Linked DNA regions of Zea mays: region 1 is linked to region 2. The links are chromatin contacts, called in public Hi-C maps. All regions are on one chromosome and are shown on one strand. The core of a region is the stretch at or near the end of the contact, and the rest is flanking DNA. Distances in the headings are between cores, read along the strand shown.

Region 1 (3,628 bases), core at 62-2,561, 42 kb after region 2:
ACTGAAAGGTTTAACCCGGAGTTGAAACTCCCGCGGTTAATGAGTGCTAAAAATTAACACAACCACGCCCGCCCGCCGCCTGCCACGCCCGAGCCCGACCCAGCCGGTGACGCGCGCGCGTAGCACGCCCTTATCCGTTTCTTGTCTTCTCAAATCAAGTGGAATAATTCCCACCATATAACTCAAGCCAACGACACTTGGACCTCCAATATGGTATTATTGGTATTCTCCACCATTACACACCATAGAGTTTATTGAATAAATGGGCTAAGCCCATAAAAGATCCAACAATGTAATCTGCCACTCACACTACCCCAAACAAACTCAAATTTACAAGCGAGCTTCCTACTGTGCGTGCAAATGTTCGTAACTAGGTCCCAATGGTAGCTACAGTAAGATCTTGGTGCAAATTCGATGGCAGCTATTGTTAGACACCCAACCTTCAGCTCGTGCAGCTGCAAACGTACGAGCCCGACTTGTGGCACACTGGCACGCGCCCGTCGACAAGCAAAATCCCCACCCCTTCATTTCCATAAATAAATTCTCTAATCAAGCAATTGCCCACACGATCAGGGCAGTACCAGTAGGTAAGGGGCAAAAATCTAACACTTGCAATTCCATCAATGTCAACACTAAGCAACTTCGTTTCAGTGCTTCTAAGAAAGGTGTGATAAGGTTCTCCCTGCTTCGCCAGACGCCATCCTTTAGTCCATTGCAACTTGTCATAGGATGTCCGCTTATAGATAAGCAGCTAGAAATGAGAACTGTAACAACTAAGGATTTCAGGCTCAATCTTTGTGATCCAGATCGAGTAGATCGGCTACGGAATAAGACCACGCAACCAGCTTGAGGTTGTCCCCTTTGGCAGAAGGAAACACCCTGGAGTAACAGGCGTGCAGGACCTGCAACAGCACAGCAGGCCGATGCGCTAGTTGCTAGCCTAACAAAAACATGAGGAAGGAGCAGCTAATCGAGCGCGCTTGAATGACGCCAGCGGCGAGTGTAAGGGAAGGAGGAGGCAGGCTAGAACCTCCCGCGGGATGGTGTCAGATCGCGGGTTGTCGGGTAGCTCGCGGGTAGCTTCTCCAGGACGAGCCACCGCGGGTCGCTGGCGCCCCATCCCCCCACACCAAAAGGGGGCGCCTCTGCAGCGACGTGAGACCCGGTGGCGGCACAGGAGGCCATGCCGCGCAGCAGCGGGCGGAGGAGGGCGCCTCGGTGAAAAAGCTGCGGCGGCGAGAGGCAGAGGGCGCGAGGAGCCAGGGACATGGACGCAGAGGGGAGAGAAGCGGGATCAGCCTGTGACTATGGAGGAGTAGGCGGGACCGCGTGAGGTGGGGAACTAGACGTGTATTTGTTAGCGGGTTAATGCGGGTTGGAACGGATTTAACGTACAAAAATCCATATTTTGTTTAAAAGGCTCACGGGTTAAGTTGGTTCTGGGTCAAAATACTTCTTTAAAATGTGGGTTCTAGTGATTTCTAAAAAACACGCGAACTATTTCGATCCACTTCCTTTCCACCCTCCTGTCACCCGTGCCTTATCCACTCGAGATCGGCAAAGGGTGCGCCGCCACTGCCAGCCTGCTGGGACAAGGGACCCCTGCCGACCTACCCTCCGACGTTAATCCCCCGCCTGTCTCCTGTCGTCAGTCCCCCACTGGCCTACCCTCCAGCGTGCTGGCCTCCGTCAGCGCCGTCAGACTCCCCTACCGGTTGCTGCGCCTCCCACCGTCAGTCCCCCACTGGCCTGCCCTCTGATGCCGGCGTGTTCTCCAGTAGGCACAACCCACGAGCCTTGCTAGTGCTATCGTCGAACAAGTAAAGGTCAGTGCTCGTCATCGCCTAGACAAGCCAGCTAGCCATGGCAATGTTGTTGGGATGTTCCTTTAATTATGACTGAAATGTAACAGTGAGACCTCATCACTAAAAATTTATGACTTGGTTAATAATGGCTTTAATTCATCCCTCATCAGAAACAAACAAGAGATGGTGCAGCTCCAACCCACTTTAACCTTGTAATCAAGCAAAAAACTAGGTTCAACCTGTAACTGAAACCAAATAAGAAACGGGTCCGACCCAACCCAGAAAAATAGGCACGTCGTTCCGAAACCAAATACATGCTAGGGCGTTGTGGGAGAATCCACAAAACGGCATTGGTTTGAGAAGATGTTTAGAAAATAGCATCCGCTTTTAAGCAATTCTTAAAACAGCACTGGTTTCACCAAATTAATTCGGAAAACAACACTTCATCTATATTTTGCATTCTTTTATTGCTTATACCATATATATATATATATATATATATATATATATATATACCAAATTAACCCTATTCATTTCACAACCCATTTTTATCTCTTCTGCCCATAAGAAAAACATAAATAGATAAAACATACAAGCTCTATTTTATAGTGTTAAACATACAAATAGGCACATATTTTCTTACAAAGAAAGTAATTTATATTTAACTGTCGAACTTCAAACATATGTATCTTCAACATCGAGCAATTAAAATTTAGACATACTTGGTTCAGCGAAAGGTCAAATGTACTTCCTATGTTCCTTTTTATTTGACGTGGATATTTTCAAAAACTTCAATCATTTGTCTTATTAAAAAAATAATATGTTCTATAAAAACTACTCCCTCCATCCCATAATATAGTTTTGAAGTTCAGCTATTAAATCTAAACTTCCTCCTTTACAGAACATCTATGTTTATTTGTATGTTTAACACTGTCGGAGAGGAAATTCTCCGGCCGGGTGGCGGAATGCACCCGCCCTAAATCCTAAGATGAGGAGGGGCCTAAGCGTTTTGCCTGTCTGCTATGCGATGCACAAACACAAGAACACACAAGAGTTTAGAGTGGTTCGGGCCGCCAGAGCGTAATACCCTACTCCACTGTGTGATGTATTGAGCTTGAGAGCTTGTATGAACTTGTGAGCCTAAGCTGGGTCTGAGTCTGCTTGTGTTGTAACGTTGTGTGCCTCCCCTTTTATAGCTAAAGGGGCACGTACAAGGGTGCTAAGCCGCGACATGCGGGCCGAGGGATATAACAGATGTAATACTTGGAACAACTAATGTCGGTCGCCAGGGCAATCTCCTTGCGTCCTGATATCCGCAGCCTGCGTAGTATCGGCGTGCAGCAAAAGCTTCACTGGCAACGTACTTGTGATGATGAGCATAGTGTATGCCGCAGCACGGGCGTACTGCCTGCCTCCCGGGCGGACGGGCACGCCGCCTGCAGGATAGCCTGGCCGCCGCCCGTCAGCAGAGTGGACAGGGCACATTAAATGCTGAGGCGACACATCGCTTGTCAGTGGAGTAGACAGGGCGTATTTAATGTTGAGGCGGCACATCACCTGCCAGCTTGACAGGCGGCGCGCCTCCTCCGCAATAAATGCGGCCCCGAGACCTTACGTCTAGCTCCGCCCGCTGGCTTACATCACGAGCAGTAGGCCACGTGGCAGCATCGGGTCTCCGCCTGAGCGGGGAGTGGGAGCGCTTGCGGTATGGTCCGGACACGTGTCAGCACCGGACCCCCGCCTGGCCTTAATTAAGGCCTAGGTATTCTTTGCCTTGGAATCCCGGGACCCCACTGTGAGTAGCCCGGACCCCTCCTGAGGGG
Region 2 (3,731 bases), core at 190-2,689:
CCCTGCCACCAACTTCTGCCTTCAGCACCCCAATCTCATGAACATTGTCTCTGTTACAGGATTCAAGCTCCTGGATTTTGGACTTCAGCTTTTCTGCTTCAGCTTTCTCCTGCTCAAGTTCTTTGAGAACCGAAACTTTCTCATCGTGGAGGAAAGAAGACTTTCCATCAAGATCATCATAGAGAGCACGGAGCGCAGCCATGGAACTGTTGAGCTTCTTCAGTTCATCCCTCAACTTTCCAACCTCAGCATTTTTAGCATCTACCAAGACTAAGGCACTATCTTTCTCAGCCTGAACCATGTCCACGTTCACCTTCAGCATCTCCAATTCACCCTCCATCATCTTCTTCTCAGCCTCATGTGCCCCAGCAGCAGCTTCATTCGCCATCGCCACTTGGTCAAGCTCACTTTGGAGCCTAGCCACTTCAGCAGCCACAACAATCTGCTTCTGGTCCATCTCCGCAAGCAAGGCGTGGAGCTTCTCCACCTCCGCCTTGGTAGCGGCCATCTCTACATCCAATTTGTGCCCTTCCAACTCCAATCCATGGTTCCTAGCGACGGCCTCTGAGAGCTCTGCCTCCAAAGAACCCACCTTCGCCTCTAATTCCACCTTCCTGGATTGCAGAGCCTCCGACTCCTTCAATTGATCCTGAAGCGTAGCCTCCATCTCCTGTTTGTACGCCTCGTTTTCCTTCTTGAGCTCGTTGAAGCTTGATTCCAACACATCCTTCTCGGACTGGACAGCACGAGCTGACGCCCGCATGGCCTCCAACTGGCTCTCGAATTCACTCCTCTTCGCGCGCAGGTCCGAGATCTGGGACTCCAATCCCGCAACCGCAGCCTCCAGTCCGGCCACCCGCTCGGCCGCCGCGTCCGCCTCATCCGCCTTCGCACGGAGCTGCTCTGAGAGCGAGCCGTTCTCCACGATCGCCTCCTGGAGCCGCGCCGTGGCGTCTGCGCTGGCCCTGGCCTCGCTGGCCGCCTCCGCCTGGGCGCGCTCAAGGGACTCCTGCGCCACCGCAATGCGGTCCAGCAGCGCAGCCTGCTCCTCCTCCACGGCCCTGAGCTGGGCAGAGAAGGCCGCGAGCAGTACCGCGCTCTCCCCGTCCGCGAGCACGGCGGCGTCGGCGGAGAGTTCAGCGAGCCGCGCCTCAAGCGCCGCCACCCGCTCCCGCTCCTCGGAGGCCGTGCGGATGAGAATGCCGTTGAGGAGCTTCAGCCGCGCGGCATCCCCGTCGCCCCGCTCCGGCGACGAGTCCCGCCTCGGCTCGTCCGGCTCCACCACCGCCGTCGCCTCCCCGTTGGCCGCCTTGGCCTCATCGGTTCCCTCCGCTGAAGCCAGCGGTGGGTCCTGATGCTCCACACAGAGCGCCTCCGCCGAAGCCATGGCCTCGTTAGCGTCGTCGACGGAAGCCACGGCGGCGCTGCGCTTGCCCTTCCTCCTGCCCGTGCCCATGGTTGCCGGGTCACGTGTCCCCCCTATCTAGCACCCTCGTCCGCCACTAGGGTTCGGGCCCCCGTCCGCGCGGCATGGCTGCCACATAAGAAGTTCGTGATGGAGTGACCGACGCGTGGGTCCCGGAAGCGGGAGGCCGAGCGGTCAGTGGCGGAAGGGCAAGCGACGGCGGGTGCGGGAGTCGGAGAGGGTGGCGCGACCGTTGGGAAGCGTGAATTCGAAACGGGCGGCCAGGATGCGCCGGGGCTTATCGCCTCCGGGGGGCCACCCGCACCCATGGTGGAGGGAGGGGATGCCAAAAGGGCTTCAGCGGATGGCGTGTGGACAGGCACACGTGTGGCACTTCGTGCGTCTCCGCGGCGCGCCACTGGTTGCTGTTCCAGTGTTGCTCTAGTGGAATATTGTCACATTGGGTGGCTGTGGGCTTTGTTGATCCAAAGGGGATGTTGAACTTACAAGTGGTTTTGTGTATATATTATACAATATATAATAGAAGAATATCTCATGCGTTGGAGTAGCACTTTTTCATAAATCAAATTTGTTTGCCTTATTGCATATATGAGATATAAGATAGGTTGTTGTCGCAATCTCTGCAGTAATATCCTTGATGTTACCACACGTGAGGGGCCGGCTTAGGCCTGACCCTGCACGAAAGTGGCCAAACGTTAAGAAATGCTTCCCCTGTGAGGACCCTTCCCCTTCCTCCACCACCCCTGCTTGCGTCCCCTTATTAGGTGTGCACGGAATTACATATTCTTAGAATCACATCTGTGTCGCTCATATCGTATATCTCATCTATTGACATCGCCGCCACCTGCGACCTCTTTCTCGCTAACCTCACCGGCGACGAAAGGTGTGTCAGCCTCACCACCATTAGCCCCTTCCTTTTCTCCACCTCCGTCCTCCCAGCACGTCGGTGTAGAGGAAGGCAACAGAGAGCAGCCTAGAAGAGGTCATCTCGGAGACCCTCTTACTTGTGGAAAAGTCTCATGGGCTATCTATAGAGTTATCCGACCGAGAGCTTTACCCTTGCGAGATCATCCCTACGAGAGGCTCAAACAAGAACCACTTTTTATCTCCTGTGTTCATGTTAGGTACCTTGTTGTGTGCTTTAACTTTCTACCATAATTTGATAAGCTAGCAATAGGTTTGAAATATAGATTCCATAAATCTTTTATGGCAGTAATTTAGTTGCACATCTAGATAGTTTCTTTATTGCATATATTTTATATATAACAAATAGAGGCCATAGTTAGAAATGACATTTTAAGTTGACTAATTCATGCCTTCTTATACATCACAGTCTCAGTAGATATGAGGCAAATGTGTTATAAAAGAAATTTCGAGTCTGAAATTTGGTTTCATTCTACATGTGTGGTCTTATAAAAGCACTAAAGTTATTTGAAAAAAATCAAGATATGTGTTGTTGCTGTGTGTGTAGATTCCCATTACGACATATTATGCATGGTATGATTGGATGTCTAGATGAGGCATGGCAGGCCTGCCATATACATGTTTTATTTGATTGGTATCCTGTACATGGAGTTGGGCTTGGCTCGTGGGACGCACGAGGAGGTGGCTCCAGGTCAAGCTCTAGGGAATACAAAGAAAACAGGTGTTTCTATGGAGTCAGACTTTGTTAACAGGGGCGGACCCAGCCAAAAGTTTGAGTGGGGGTTTAAAACCTAAGTGTAGGCTTAGATAGAAGCCTACCTACTAATGGATCTTTATAGCTATAGTGAATAAGATAAAAACTTCACTAAAACCAGAAAATTGAGTGAGGCCCGTGCCCCCACTCAGCCTAACATAGGTCTGCCCTGTTGGTTGGTGTAACCATTAATCTTTTCAAATGATGTATTAGCATATAGTTAGTGTCTATTAAATGCTTTTAGTTTTTTCAAAAGTGGATAAAGGCTTGAGGCTTGATACGGTAAACTATATAATAGTATGACATCATCACATGAAAAATAAAATAAAATTTAATAGCTTTTGAGCTCATGCAACAAGTATTTATGCAAGCAACCAAACAACATATCTAATAGACGATGCTGAAGTGCTGAACATATAGAAACAACTAAACATAGAGATATTGTATGTTCTATGTCAGACCAACCAAAGCCAAACTCCCTAAATGCAAACTAGACTCAACCCTGCAGACAACCAATCGTCTGCTTAGTCTATCTAGAACTTGCTAGCTCGCTTCCTTCCTTTCTCTTCTTAGAGCACTTTTCCCCCCTCCTGCACATACTTTGAATCAAGAACCTCACAGTCGTTG

Evidence for each region. A called contact is a pair of places that touch in the nucleus more often than the background predicts.
Region 1: a contact with region 2 is called in a Hi-C map of ear, with 2.3 times the contacts expected there. The contact joins the enhancer-like site here to the promoter of LOC100381647 in region 2. A contact is called at or near these places in 5 of 25 Hi-C or Micro-C datasets (bundle sheath, ear, leaf and 1 more).

Annotation. Positions count from the first base shown.
Region 1 is chr4:4,910,635-4,914,262 of Zm-B73-REFERENCE-NAM-5.0, forward strand. No RefSeq gene overlaps it. Among protein-coding and RNA genes, the nearest start is that of LOC100381647, 43 kb to the left of the region's middle. Within about 2 kb of position 1,312, at least 12 of the 20 cell types and tissues checked have an H3K27ac peak or open chromatin away from gene starts, as enhancers often do. A contact at or near this core is called in ear and tassel, where this site is marked.
Region 2 is chr4:4,868,400-4,872,130 of Zm-B73-REFERENCE-NAM-5.0, forward strand. It overlaps LOC100381647, which reads right to left and starts at 1,440. Exons shown (of 1, transcript NM_001174462.1): 1 at 1-1,440. The coding sequence starts at 1,387.